Linked DNA regions of Anas platyrhynchos: regions 1 and 3 are each linked to region 2. The links are chromatin contacts, called in public Hi-C maps. All regions are on one chromosome and are shown on one strand. Each heading gives the region's core, a stretch centred on a gene start, on an enhancer-like site or on the middle of the called end of the contact. The rest is flanking DNA. Distances are from core to core; before and after follow the strand shown. Region 1 holds the start of HRAS (HRas proto-oncogene, GTPase). Region 2 overlaps LRRC56 (leucine rich repeat containing 56). Region 3 holds the start of CFL2 (cofilin 2).

Evidence for each region. Hi-C and Micro-C count contacts between places; a contact is called where the count stands out from the background.
Region 1: a Hi-C map of liver shows a contact between it and region 2, with 2.1 times the contacts expected there. The contact joins the promoter of HRAS here to the enhancer-like site in region 2. A contact is called at or near these places in 2 of 8 Hi-C or Micro-C datasets (liver and skeletal muscle).
Region 3: a contact with region 2 is called in a Hi-C map of skeletal muscle, with 1.9 times the contacts expected there. The contact joins the promoter of CFL2 here to the enhancer-like site in region 2. A contact is called at or near these places in 4 of 8 Hi-C or Micro-C datasets (F1 follicle, skeletal muscle and subcutaneous adipose tissue).

Annotation. Positions count from the first base shown.
Region 1 is chr5:46,015,139-46,019,872 of IASCAAS_PekinDuck_T2T, reverse strand. HRAS (HRas proto-oncogene, GTPase) reads left to right here and starts at 2,662. Exons shown (of 6, transcript XM_072038938.1): 1 at 2,662-2,802. LRRC56 (leucine rich repeat containing 56) reads right to left here and starts at 2,491. Exons shown (of 19, transcript XM_072038934.1): 1 at 2,240-2,491; 2 at 211-364; 3 at 1-107.
Region 2 is chr5:46,080,924-46,085,439 of IASCAAS_PekinDuck_T2T, reverse strand. LRRC56 (leucine rich repeat containing 56) reads right to left here. Exons shown (of 19, transcript XM_072038934.1): 11 at 4,352-4,448; 12 at 3,773-3,970; 13 at 119-296. Among named protein-coding and RNA genes, the nearest start is that of RASSF7, 24 kb to the left of the region's middle. Within about 2 kb of position 1,724, at least 2 of the 8 cell types and tissues checked have an H3K27ac peak or open chromatin away from gene starts, as enhancers often do.
Region 3 is chr5:45,974,341-45,978,996 of IASCAAS_PekinDuck_T2T, reverse strand. CFL2 (cofilin 2) reads left to right here and starts at 2,414. Exons shown (of 4, transcript XM_005017027.5): 1 at 2,414-2,568; 2 at 3,583-3,890; 3 at 4,003-4,079; 4 at 4,171-4,656. The coding sequence starts at 2,566. The coding sequence ends at 4,283.

The sequences.
Region 1 (4,734 bases), core at 1,413-3,912, 67 kb after region 2:
AGCGGTCTGCCCTTCCCTGAACCATCCCTTTAAAGAGAGTGGGTTTGAACATGGACTGGGAGCCTATCCCATCCTCTGTCCCAGGTAACTCCAGAATACTCCCAGATCTGCAGAGAAGAGTTTTCCCCTTAAAAGCAATTGGGAAAAGAATGGCAACTGCCAAAGAATGGAAGCCAAATTAATTTCAGCAGAAATAGTTTCATCCCTTACTGGCATCTGCAGAGTTGCATCACTTGCTGCGGAAATGGATTAGGCCTTGTGTTTCTGAGAATCCAGCTTTGTTTCAATTCTTTTGAACACTTCCTTCTTTCCTTCTGACTGCACTTCGGTTTTGGTCCAAGTATCAGGGAGGCTGACAGAGGTGCTGCCACATATAACATAAGGTTATATAAATAAGTTTACAGTATAAACTTCTACTGACAAGTTCTGTTACCTAGATGAAGTGCAGCTCACCAGTGAACAGAAAGGATAAGGTCTCAGCTTCTTCCCTTGCTATAGCAACAAACCACCTTGTAATGATCTTTTTTTGTTTGTTGTTTTTTTGTTTCATAAATCGGTTGCCATGACAAGTTACTTGTGTTGCATTGTCAGATATGAAAAGGAAACAATTTGCATTCCCTAGAAAACTTAAAGTCTTAAAACTCTCTCATGTATCAGTTTGCTTTCTGCCATGACATTACTCATACCCTATGCTCAGGGAGAGATGAGCAAGGAAAACATCCTAGTACAGGAAAAGTACTTGCAGGTGTATTGAGTCTGGTGTAGCTGCAGAAGGAATAAATTAAAATATCATGAAGAGTATGGTGCTGTGGGAAAGCAGAGTTCACCAGATCCTCTGTTTTTCTCAGTACGCTCTCAGACAATGATAAGGAGAGCAGAATGCTATAGTTTTCCTTGCAAACACTTCAAGAAAGTTTCAATTACACAGAAGAAAATATGCATCCAGGAAAATAGACTACCTGAATTTAGCCAGAGCTCAAAAGCTACAGAAAGAACCAGGAAGTAGTCTGCATAATTAGAACACAGCTAGGTGAAAATGTGGATATGGCAAAGTGACAGAAGACACAGGAGAACAACAAAAGCAACCTGACACCACTCATCTACCCTCTGTGCCTGCTGAGAATTGATATACCCTTCAGTTTTTCTTGGTGAAAAATGGTAGAGCTGAGAGCAAAATCTGGATATATTTAAACAAAGATCCTTGTGAAGCTAAAAAAAAAAAAAAACAACAAAAAACAACAAAACAGCTGTTATTTTTTATTTCTTTTATTTCTTGTTTGTTGTCGGGTGTTGTGTTGTGTTTGTTTGTTTGTTTGTTTGTTTTGTTTTGTTTTTTTTAAGGGCAAAAGAGAGATTAGTTCAACTTGGCAATTACCTGGGTGTTTCTAGTACAAAAATCCATAAAATAGATTAACATCCCAAAATTTTGGGGGATAGCCTTGACCTATAGCTGATGTGCAAGCTCAGTTACTATGGAAGCTTGTGGCCTAAGTTTGTCTGTCACAAACTTGTGTTTGTATGTTTGCATGTCATGCTAAGTCTCTTCTTGCAGAGGTTAAAGAGGGAATTACGATTATTTTGGGGGTCATAGCACTTACAAAAATCAGTGATGTACGTTTCCAGGACTGAATTTAGACTGCTGTTTTAACAAGTCATACTAGTATTGATGGGAGAAGCAAGGCTATGAGATAAGGCCTCCCGCTTGCATGCTATATACAGTTTGGTGAAGATGATCACGAAAAAATGAAGGCATCAGAATGACAGAGCAGCTTTTCAACCTCACTGCAGATTCTGTTTTGACAGTATTTCTGTGGCAGTAAGGCTCTTGTGAGATTCTCCCCATCTCATTTTTATTGCACTGTGTGTCAGTAGGCCCAGTATTAGACTAGCCTTCCTTTCCTGTCAAGCAAGGCTTGCAGTGGTTTCTATCTCTGCAGGATTTCTAGAGAGGTGCATATTTCTCTTTGCCCTCCTCAAAGTTTGCCACAAAGGAAAAAAAAAGAGGGTTCTGTCTGTAGATCAGGCTATATCCTAAGCAACTGTAAATCTGTCAGCTTTGCCAAAAGCTGCGTTGGTTTGTAGCAACTCAGGGTCTTATCCCAGTATTTTGCCTTTTTATCAAAACCAACAAGAACAACAACAAAACGGGGGGCAGGGAGACATATTTAAGCTGTATCACGCTCTGTGTCTTCACAAGTTTATGTCATCATCCCTGTGTGATTGTGTGGTTATGACTCACCGATGGATGATTATGCCTCTGTCTTCCAGCAGGCCGCCAACAAAAAATAGTCCTCAGGTATCTTACATCCTGATGTGATCTGGCATTGAGGAATGAGCAAGAGGCAGTTTCAGTCCCGTCTCCTGGTGCTTCTTGGTTCTTGTAGGTCATTGAGAAGCCCAAGAGGCGTGAAACTGAGGCTCACCCATAGCTGTGTCTATTACACTACTTGTTCGGTTTTTGCTCCCTGATCAGTTCTTCTGGGCCACCTAGGTACTGAAAAATACAACCCTGCTTTCAGGGTGCTTCCAAAGGCAAGATTTCTGCACGCCCCAGTACCCTGCCTGCTCACCAGAAAGTGGTGAGACAAGACGAGACAGGCAGGGCAGAGAGGCGGTGCGCTGTGCGTACGTGTGGCTGCCTGTGGAGAAACCCATCACCTTTGTGTTCGCTGCTGCTCCTGCCGTTGGCTTGCTTGGGAGAGATGCCGTGTTCCTGCGAGCTGCGGTCCTTGCTTTCGTGGAGAAGCGAGAGGTCGTTCAGAACCGGGAGGGCTTGTTAGGAGCAAGCAAACAACTCTCAAAGTAAGTCAAAGCTTCACCCTGTTCATTTGGACCCGTCTGTTTGCGTTCTGGCTTTTAGAAAGTGCTCTGGCAGGTTTGCTTGTGCTGGTGCAACACATGGCTACGAGACCTGAAAAAACCTGCACGGCTTCTCGACGGGTGTCCTTAGAACTTGCTTAATCTATTCCAGCTATGAGCTCTGCAGGGCATGAGCTTTCTTTTTATTGTGTGTCAACTGTAGTATCTAGAACAATGGTTTCTAGATCAATTTTCAGATTACTAGATACCTTTCTAATGGAAACAATAAATTGTGGTGATGCGGTTGAAAATTACATCAGAGCGAGCGGTGTTTTTCCAGCGCTAGGAACACAGGCTTCATGCAGCCATATCGCACTGTCCTGCCTCAAAGTGCGATCCTTCTGCATGCTCCCGGCTTGCGAGGTGCTACGATCTGCTGCTCACTTTCCGCAGCAGCAGGGGAATTGCAGTGCCTGACAAAAGCATTAGATAATACAGGTGTGCTGGGACAGGACACAAGCGCTGTGTTGGCACAGCCGGGTGCACAGAAGGGAGCCGTGCCCATCGGGTTTACAAGCTCAGGTTTAACCGTGCTGCTTGTGGCACCCAGGTAGGGTCGGACAGAGCCGCTCAGCACACGCAGACATGACACCCGAGTATTTTATGTTTGCCTAGCGTGTACCTCAGCTGCCTTTGTGCTGACCCAGCTCGTCTACCTGTGCTTTGATGACCTGCCTATGTGGCTCCTGGACAGTTTTGGAGCTCTGTGTTCCCTAGACGTGTCCAGGAGCCATTTAAGCGCCCTGTGTGTCGGGTTTAGCCTTCAGGCTACCAGCTAGGGGCCGGCAGCAGCCCGGCGGCTCCCCCAGCCCTCACCGTGCGGGCTACCCGAGCACACGGGGTGCCGGCAGGCCTCAGGGCGGCTGCCCGTGACCGAGCCCCATCTCCCCCGGCACCGCCACCGCCACCGCCGGGCGGGGGAAACCCGACGGCGGGCGGCGAGGCCGAGGGAAGGGCAACAACGGCTGTGGGGCACTCGCCCCTCACCGGGGCTTTCGCTGGGCGCCGGGGGGGGCTCCCGCAGCCTCCCCCGAGCGATGGCGGAGCCCTGAGGAGGGCCGGCGGGCGTCGTGTGCGGTTCCCCCCCCCGCCGCCCCGGGGCCGCGCCTCAGGGCGGCCTCACAGCGCCACCGCCCCGCTCCCAGTCCTCGGCGGGGGGGGGCGGGCCGGCGGGGCGTGATTGACAGGCGGCGCAGCCCACGGGGAGGGCGGTGGCGGCGGGGGGGACCTATCAGAAGCGCCGGGCGGCGGTGAGTGACAGCTGGGCGGGACTTGCGTGTGCGTTGGGAGGGGGGGAGCTGGGCGTGTGCCGGGGCGCGCTTCGGCTGGGTTCGGCAGGGTTCGGCCGCGCTCGGCTCCGCTCGGCTGGGTTCGGCTGGGTTCGGCGGGGCTCGGCGGGGCTCGGCTCCCCCCGCCCGGCCGCGCATTGTCCGGGCGGCGGCGGCGGAGCGCCCCGGCGCCCGGTGCCAATGCGGGGGGGGCGCTGCGCACCGGGGGCGCCTCCACCACCGCGGTGGAAACTTCACCTCGCCGCCGGCCCGACGCACGGCTGAGGGCTCCCCCCCCCTCCTCCCCGCCCCGGCTGGCTCGGCTCTCGGGGCGTTTTGCGAAGAAAGCCGTCGTTATTCCGCCGCAAACTTCCGCTCCGCGCATCCCTCCGTGGCGCGGAGGAGGGGGGGGCGAGCCGGTGAGTGACCGGGGGGACGGGGAGGGGGGTGGCAGGGACCGGGGGGGGGTGGCGGGGACCCGGAGGGGGTGTGGGCAGCGCCCAGCGGCCGGGCACAGCCGCAGCCACCTGTTAGCGGGGCGGCCGCCCCCGCCCGGTACCGCTGGTGGGGGGTTTGGGGTGTCCCCGGCCCCGGGGGGAGCGGGGGG
Region 2 (4,516 bases), core at 475-2,974:
GTTCTTTGTCCCTTCTCTATAATTTAGCTTTGGCTCTGAAGAGGCCAGCTTGCTCTCCATCTTTCTTTTTCACACATCATAACCTGAAAAATGAACCTTGATAGGAAATCTGACGTACCCAACCATGAAATGTCTCTGGCTAAACCAGCTTCCTTGATGGATTCCTTGATGATTAGCCAGTCCTCATTCATCTTCTTGGAAGGAGGGATAGCAGTCTGGCTTGCTGGTATTTCATCCAAATACTCCAGGTGGGGAATGAGCTTTTTCACTTCAGCTCTGTAATTATAACCTGGCTCCTGTAGAAATTGAGAAAGTGGTCACTTGAACAGCTCTGACTGTCCTTCAGAAGCATGACGGTGTTCAATTTGTATGACTACTGTATAACCTGAAATACTTCTATGAAGTAAACCTACTTGCCTCATTCAACTAAAATAAATACCATCAGGAGTTTCATTTCACTGTGCTTTCTCCTCACATGATTTCTGATCAAATTGATCATGAACATGTTCTGAGTGCAAACATATTCCTCCTGCCCAAACGCCTCTCTGCCGTTCATGTGTTGATGACTTTGGTCTTTATCTTTGTTACATTATATGCATGCTACAAAAATGAAGGCAGCCACTGATGGGAAAGCCTGGGCATCCTCAGCATTTGTCCAGCCTCTTTGCCTGGTTCTGTGATTCTCTGGTTGTTGCATCAACAGTGAGGTTACAGCAATACTGAAAAAGACAGGTTATGGGTGCAGCTATGCTTGCTGATGGGTAAAGGTATGGTGCACTGAATGAACTACGCTGACTTTCTGGGGCACTCCTCAGGGTACCCATACATGATTTTATACATCATTAGAAGAGATTACTTACTTCTAACCATACTTTCTTCTGCAAGAGGTTGCATGCCAATAGCAGGTGCACAAAAGGCTAAAACAAACTGCTTTGGGGTTGCTTTTCAGTGTGCTGGAAGAACAACACGGTCACACCCAATGCACGTGGGCTCACTGTGACACCTAAAGGGTGAAGCGCAGATGCAGCTCCCTTCTGCTCGTGACATTGAATAAAAATATTCATGAACATGTGACAATGCTTGGGACCTGTAGGCAACAAGATCAATGAAGAACAGCGACAATTGTTCCCAGAGCACATTGTGAACTGGGCTGTTCTGGTGGATGCCGGCAGTGGAAAGGCATCTCCACGTGGCACTTTCTTCTTTGGGAAAACTTAGCAGTACCTCAGGGCAGACTGGGTTGTGATGCTTTGCAATGGAAATACTGCAATGGAAAATTGTCTCAGATTACAAATGGCAACAATGATGGTGATCTCATACATTTCCTACTCAAATAAGCATAAAGCAAGAGCGCATCGCTAGTGGCAGAATATGAATGGGTGGCTTCCCTGAAAGTGATCAGCTACCTATAAAGCAATTGCTTTATTCAAACAAATGTTATGCTTTTCGTGACATTACGAGCAATATTAGAAAACTCCAGACAGCTAAGTCCTCCTTCAACACGGAGCCATTATAAACAGAAATCTTTCAGTGGTAGCTGGATGGCTGTACACTCCCTCCCTCCCTCCCTCCCTCCCTCCCAAAATGCAGCACCAAGGCTGGCAGAGGGAACTCACCAAATAAAGCGTGTAATTGTTGTTGTTAAGAGGCAGACACTGAACTCCTCTAACTGAGCCTTTAATCTTAATTTAGAAAATGAGTCAACCCATCGCCATGTTACCACGTACCACATGTACTCTGAACAGAGCCTGGGCTAGAGCCAATTTATAGCCATGTCCTGTTTGAGAGCAGCATCATGTTACGCTCATGGTACATTACTGCAACAGAGGCTGCAAAATTTATCATCAGGTTGTTGCTTTTGGTTTAGATAACAGAGGAAGATGAGCTCATCTGAAAATCAAATTACAGAGAGCAAACAGGCAGTCTGAAGAAAGAGCAGTAAATCTAGCTGGACCATTCTGTAGATGAGAAGTAAATAAATAGGAGAGCTTTTACAGAGCCGTAGCAAGAGCCACACTACAACAAGGAGATCGAGGAATGAAAATTGGCCATCTAGGGCACACCAAAGTGAGTCTGTATCTACTCTTTTCTATATTTAGGTGACTTTTTTATACCCTGAAGAAATGCAAACAGTGTCGGATGAAACCAAGAAAGTGGCAATGCCCAACAAGATGCGCTAGGCAGTCAGGGACAGAGCCAGCTTTGTAACCACCCGAGAGCAGAGCAGCTTCCCAACATGTGGGAGTCCACAGTTAACTTACACTCTGTAAAACGTACTATTGTGCAGAGTCTCTCATCAAATTCTGGCTGGCATTTGAATGCAACAGATTGCATAGAAGTAGAGGCAACCATTTAGCGCAGGTTAATGCAACAAGGCACACCACAACGTAACGCTCCTCTTTCAGCTCCCATTACATGACAACGTGCTGCAGCAGCTCACAGACTGATTTCCTCAGCTAAACAAATCACAGGCAATATGACATTATGATAACTAAAGCCCTACCTTCTGCTGCTTTTATTGAGGAATGTGATCAAGACAGTAGTTCCATCTCAAAAATACTAACAACTTATGAATCTAAAAAAAATGTGGAGATTTAAAATATGTACCTATCTACTACATGATTGAGTTTTAGTGATAGCACCTCAGTTTTCAAGACTAAGTCCAGGACAAGTCTTGGACACCAAACCCCTCCTTTTCTGAAAATTAATGGTATGGAAACAATTCCTTTGAAATGCACAGGGCAGATATATAACATGGTACGTTGGAGACACAGCCCCAGCTCCTGCTCTGCTTTCCCCTGCATTATCAGCTCTTTATGGTGCCTGTGGGATGTGCCATCCCTAGTGAATGCTGTGCATTACATACCCATGTGTATGCATATGTTCATGACCTTCCAAAAAATCCGGATGAGGGTATATAGCGTGTTGGCTACAAACCATCCTTTGGTATGTATTTGACTGTATGTGACCAAAATGAAGAACAGTCTCTTTTGATCCAGTTTCTCAAATTCTGATTTTCCTCCTGTTACCTTCAGAGTAGATGCCAAGATGTTTGGTTTTATACCCTATGCTATTTTTTCAAAGCAGGGAAAGAGATTAATAAAGCTTTGAGACTGTTCATATAGAACTAGATCTTCCTTACTTTTCTTGTGGAGTATCCTGAAACCCAAAGCAGATCATGTATTACTTGTTTTCATCTCTGTGACACAAATAATCTCATGCTTTTACCAAAATTCCTCTGCAGAACTGATTTTATCACTTCAATATGTATGAGGTGAAATGCTATATTTTTTATCTTCAGGTTTTTATAAAAAGTGTTTTTGATAATTTCATTTTACCATTTTAAGGAAAAGGACAACACGCAATTCCTACAATACAGCTTTTCCCAGTCATTTCAACATCAGCTTCAACTTTTGAGCAGGGTGGTCCTGAAGAACTTGCTGTTGGACAGGGGATCCTCCAGAAGAAATGCAAAAGTCTAAAGAGAGACATCTAATCGAGGCATTATAATTGGCACATCCCCTAAGAAAAACATCAGCTACTCCTTAACCTGTTGTAAAACCCCTACTAACTAGAATGGACCCCTACAGTTTGCGTCCACACCCTACTTGCTCTTCCTTTAAGACTCCTTTTTGCACTGCAAGCTGTGAGAAGAGGTGTTTATTGGCTAAATGATAAACAGCAGGAGTTTGAAAATTGTTCTTGTTTTTTTTTTTGACACTGCTGAACCTCAGCAAAAAATTAATGTAATGTGTACAAACCGTGTTCTCACCTCTGCAGATTCTGCATTTGGCTTCAGACAAATAAGATTACCCTCCACAGTCAGACTCCTCAATTTGCAACAAAGTCCCAAATACTGCATCTGGTTGATGTCCTCAATATTGTTCCCTTCCAGGTCCAAAACCTCAAGGTGATCCAACAAGCTCAGCTGGCTGAGGTCTGAGATGTTGTTATAGGCTATGTAGAGTTCCTTAGCAGAAGTAAACAGAATGCATAAACTCCAGGCTCGCACAAGTAACACTCAAGATTTGCAAAATATTTCAAATACTACATGGCACAGAATGAAATTAGCATGGAAGCGAACATTTTGCAAGTGTGGCTGTTGCCACCTAGGACCAATATGGAAATGAACACTATGCTGCATCAGACATTTTAAGGGTCTGAATGCTACGCCTCAAGTAAAAAAAATATTGTAGCATCTTTTAAATCAACACGTGCAATTCCAGGCATATATTCAAAGTCCTTTAGAAAAACAAAGGGTGAGAAGAGAACAAAGACTGCAATTAAAAAGAGAAGTAACAACTAAAGATAGTTATCGGATCATCATTTGGCAGGACATATCCATACTTACTTTTAGAGAGCTGCAGGAAGAGATCCCATCTAAATCTGAGAGCCCACAACGAGCCATCCACAGCACATGGAGATGGGACAACGTGGTTCCAAGATCCCTTAAGAAGGAAACAATTCAGGCTCTATTTGAATGGACAAAGGAACTCAAGACTTGCTTTATGTTTCC
Region 3 (4,656 bases), core at 1,165-3,664, 110 kb after region 2:
GCTGCCTGTCGGCTTTCTGCTGGGACAGGAGATCACCAGGAGCCCCACACTCAGGTAGGTCAATGTGGAAGTCCGTGCCGAAGGTGGAGGCAGGCTGGGAGCAAAAGGAGATGTAAAAGCTTGACGCAGCAGCTCTCCTCCTGAAATCATGGACTGCGAGATCGCACCTTCACGTAGCAGCACATCCTTGTTTCCAGGAGCTTAGCTTCCAGCAAGGCCAGCTTCAGGGGAATCGTGGCAGATCTTCAGCATGTCAGCAAGGCATGTCAGCCGTGATCTGAGAGTTAAGGTAGGCAAAACCAGATCCTACTGCTCGCATCTCAAGCAGTTCCTTTGGACTTTGCATTTTCACTTGCTGACTTGGTGCCGGTAGGTTGGTACGGGATAACATCTCACTGGTCATGGCAGGCGGGGTGTCAGCGTTCATGAGTTTGTGATGCATTCTTCACTTGGTAGCCAAATTTCTTGGGTCTGGAAGTGTTATCAGGGTTGCAGTGTCATTAAAGTGAACGTAAGTCTGGAGAAGGAACTGTTAGGTTTGGAGCTATTTAGGAATTTTCTCCGTGTGAGATGCACTTAAGGTGCATTTGCTCTAGAAGTACCTGGGATGTGGTTCCCAGGCACTCCAATATTTTATAGTTTCCCTTATGGCAAGGAGTTTTTTGGCCATTTCAGGTCTGCTTCTGTGGCACGAGCTTAGGCAAGCTGAACACACCCAGGCCCTCTGAAGAGCTGAACAGCATAACAAGCACTTATGATTCATTATTCAGTTTCCATGGCAGTAAAGAAGGAGGGTGAGTCATGCTCAGTTTTGACTTGTCATCCCTGGAGCATCTCCCTGGCTGTGCAGCTCCTTTTCCACCTTTGGCCTTGCTGCCTTGGCAGTGCAGGGAAGGGCCTCTGTGTGGGTGGTGAGGGTGTGCTGCAAGGGCAGGAGGAGAGTAGCTCTGTATTTTACACTTGTCTGTGTGCCTTACACTATTACCTGCACTTGGGACACAGGAGGGCACATGTCACACACTCCAGGGTCACAAGTGCTGTTCTGGGAGTCATTTGCCATACCGAGCAGGGGACGTTCACCTCAGCCTGTGAGAAGCAGGTGCCCAGAAATGGGGCTGAAGAGACATCCTCAGTGGACTTATGTTGGTTGAAGTCAACCATAAACACTTTGTATTTATTTATTTTGGCTTTTAGTGACACAGCAGTTTCTGATTTCTGTCCGAAGTCAGTTCAGGCTGCAAGCAGGGGGAGGAAACATGGACTTTAGCTACGATGGAGGCACAGCAGCAGAGCCAGGGAGGGCTGGGTGCTGCTGGGCAAGGCAGCCAAACTGCCCAGCTCCTCCAGCCTACCTTCAGCAGTGGGGACTGTGACACCTTCCATTGGAAAACCAACCAACCAAACAAAAATAAATAAATATTACCTTAACCAGGCCTAAGACCTAGTCTGAGGAGAGCTTGTTAGTGACGGTCATGGCACTGTACTGGCTGTGTCCTCCTCTATCATAGATGCTATCAGTAGCATCTCTTTTCCTTTACCAAATCTTTCCCAGGAAGCAGAAGCTAAGCTAAACAAAAACTGAAACAAAGGCAAAAGCCTTTAAGTAATGTCTTCACAATGTTTTCAGGGCTTGTCTCGCCTGTGCGTAGAGATCACTTCAAACTCACTACGTGGGTTGTGCATGTAATGAGAATATCCCAGTACATGCCAGCGATGAGGCGGCCCTGCTTGAGCTGGGGGTTGGACCAGATGACCCCCAGAGGTCCTGGAGCCCCCCTTCCATCCTTGACCATTCTGTGATAAAACTGTCTGGAGAGTTACCCAGCTGAGGGTTTGTGCTGTTCATTTATGTAGTAATTTTTCACCTATCCCAATTGTTTAAACACAAAGCAGCACGGATCACATTTGAAGACTGAGCTGTGTGTCATGGACAACTTTCCCAGCTCAGACATGCAGTCCGGGTCCTCATCCCTGGACCCGATGCTGCTGGCGTGTGTGCGGGCAGCGTGAGGAGCCCTGCGGCCCTCCGGTGCTGACTGTAGTCAGCCAGTCAGCCCCAGTCAGTCCCAGTCTGTCCCAGTCAGACCCAACCAGCCAGCCCGGGCAGCGCTGGGTGCCACAGGAGGGGACCCCTCTTTCCTGGAAGCCGCCCCGCTATCAGCCCGCGCTGCCCCCCCGCCCAGCGCTATCAGCCAGGCGGCGGGGCTGCGGCTGGAGGCGATAAGGGGCGAGGCGAGGCGAGGCGATGCCGCCCGCGGTGCCCAGCGCTGTGGGGCCGCCGCCGGCCGCCATGGGGCGGTGCGGGCGGGGCGCTGTGGTGCCGGGGCCCGGGCACGTGGTGGCGGCGCTGCGCATGTGAGGGGCCCTCCCCTCCTTTTCCCTCCCCTTCCCTCCCCTCCCCGGCCGCCGCGGCTCATCCCCGCCCGGCCCAGTCCCCGCCCGCCCGCCCGGCCCCCGGCGCAGCGCCGCGCTCCGCTCCGCTCCCCGCCGCTCCCCTCAGCGGCTCCGCTCCCCGGCGCGCAGCAGCCCCGCAGCGCAGGCAGCAGCCGCCGCCGCCCCGGCGCCATGGTGAGGGCGGGCGGGGAGGGAAGCGGGGACGGGACGGGACGGGACGGGAAGGGACGGGAGGAAGGAGGTCGGGAGGGCGGCCCCGGGGGCGGCGCGGCGCGGCGGGGCGAGGGGCTGAGCAGGCCCGGCGCGGCTCGGCTCGGGCCCCGCGGGCTCCGGCGGCCATTTTAGGCTAATTTTAGCCCGCTGCGGGGGGACGGCGGCGAGGGGGCTCCGGGAGGGGGGCGCCCGCTCGGCCCGGGGGGCTCCGGTGCCGGCCCTGCCTCCCTCCCTCCTCCCTCTCCTTCCTCCGCGCCGCGAACAAAGCGGGGGGAGCGGCCCCGGCCCCCCCCGGGACAAAGCCGGCGCCGCCCGCGGCTGGGGGCTGGGGCTGGGGCTGGGGCTGGGGGCTCGGTGCGGGCTCCGGGGCTCTGCCGGGGCTGGGTGGGGGCGGCAGGAAGGAAGGAGGGCGCCCGGCCGGGCGGGATGGGGCTGGGGAGGCTTTAAAGCGCCGTGTCAGGGCTGACACAATGCAGGAAGCATTTCTGCTGCTGCTGCTGGCGGAGCCTGACAGCGCGCCGCAAAGCCAGGGGCATGACGGCGCGGGGTATGCGCTGCTGCCGGAGCGGCTGTGCCATCGGGGTGGGAAAAACAAACAAAAAACCAACAAAAAAACCACCCCGGCCCCAAGCTGCAAGCCTCCCTGTGCACCTCCCTGCCCCCCCAATGCACGGCCAGGGAGAGGAGGCTGCTGCGGCAGCACGGCTGTACGCCCAGCTCTGTAAAAGCCCAGCTCTGTAAAAGCGCCGTGCAGGATTAAAGTTGAAGATGCCGAGCGTGCAGAATTTGCCTTGCCTTGTATCTTCTGCACTGGTCCCACAGAGATGACTAAACTCGTGGTGTGCCCAGGTTGAGTATAGTGTTTTTATCCTTGCAGGGCGGGTGGGCTTCTTTATCTAGCGCTGTGGGCTGTCGTCTTGCTTAGAGAGTGTTAATTTTTGGTGTTTAAGTTATTCCTTTGATCTCGTTTTACAGGCTTCTGGAGTAACAGTGAACGATGAAGTCATAAAGGTTTTTAATGACATGAAAGTAAGGAAATCTTCAACCCCAGAAGAGATTAAAAAAAGAAAGAAAGCCGTTCTCTTCTGCCTAAGTGATGACAAAAAACAAATAATTGTAGAGGAGTCAAAGCAGATACTGGTTGGTGACATTGGAGATACCGTGGAGGACCCCTACACAGCCTTTGTGAAGTTGCTACCACTGAATGATTGCCGATACGCTTTGTATGATGCCACATATGAGACAAAGGAATCTAAGAAAGAAGACCTGGTATTTATATTCTGGTGTGTAAAAGCAAAGCTCATAGTTAAGATTGAATTTTCGTGACTTAACAATGGGTGATTGAATAACTGTTTTGTTGGTGGTGGGTTTTTTTCTTTTCTCTTCTCTTTAAAGGGCTCCTGAAAGTGCGCCTTTAAAAAGCAAGATGATCTACGCAAGCTCTAAAGATGCCATTAAAAAGAAATTTACAGGTATGGGCCTAAAAACGTTTCGGTCATTAGCTGCAATGCCGTTTAGAGGCTGAGGTTCTCACAAACGTCCTGTTGTCCGTCTGTCTTTCAGGTATTAAACATGAGTGGCAAGTAAATGGTTTGGATGATATTAAGGACCGTTCAACACTTGGAGAGAAATTGGGAGGCAACGTGGTAGTTTCACTTGAAGGAAAACCCTTATAAAAAGACAGACAAGTGCCATCTGGATCTAAGGAGCTTCCATTTCTGCAGCTCGTTCAATTGGAATAGTATTAGACTCCCTTTCCCCTTCCCTCCTCAAAAAATAAGTCCCTTCCCTAATGCCCCTGAAGGAGATGTCATTGTTAAGCAGTCTACCAGTGATTGCCATTAGACTGTTTAATCCTGGTAGTTTTATGTAGGATCCAAGGAATGCTTTCACGTCACACTCTTAGCCAAAACTGACGTTGCATGCATTCCTTGCAACATGTACAATGAATGTGATAGTTAATGTGAATAGTCTAGCAGACAGCAAAGGGTAAGCTAATTGAATGCCTTGAAAGTATTGTCCACTGGTCGGATGGTAGACTCTATACAG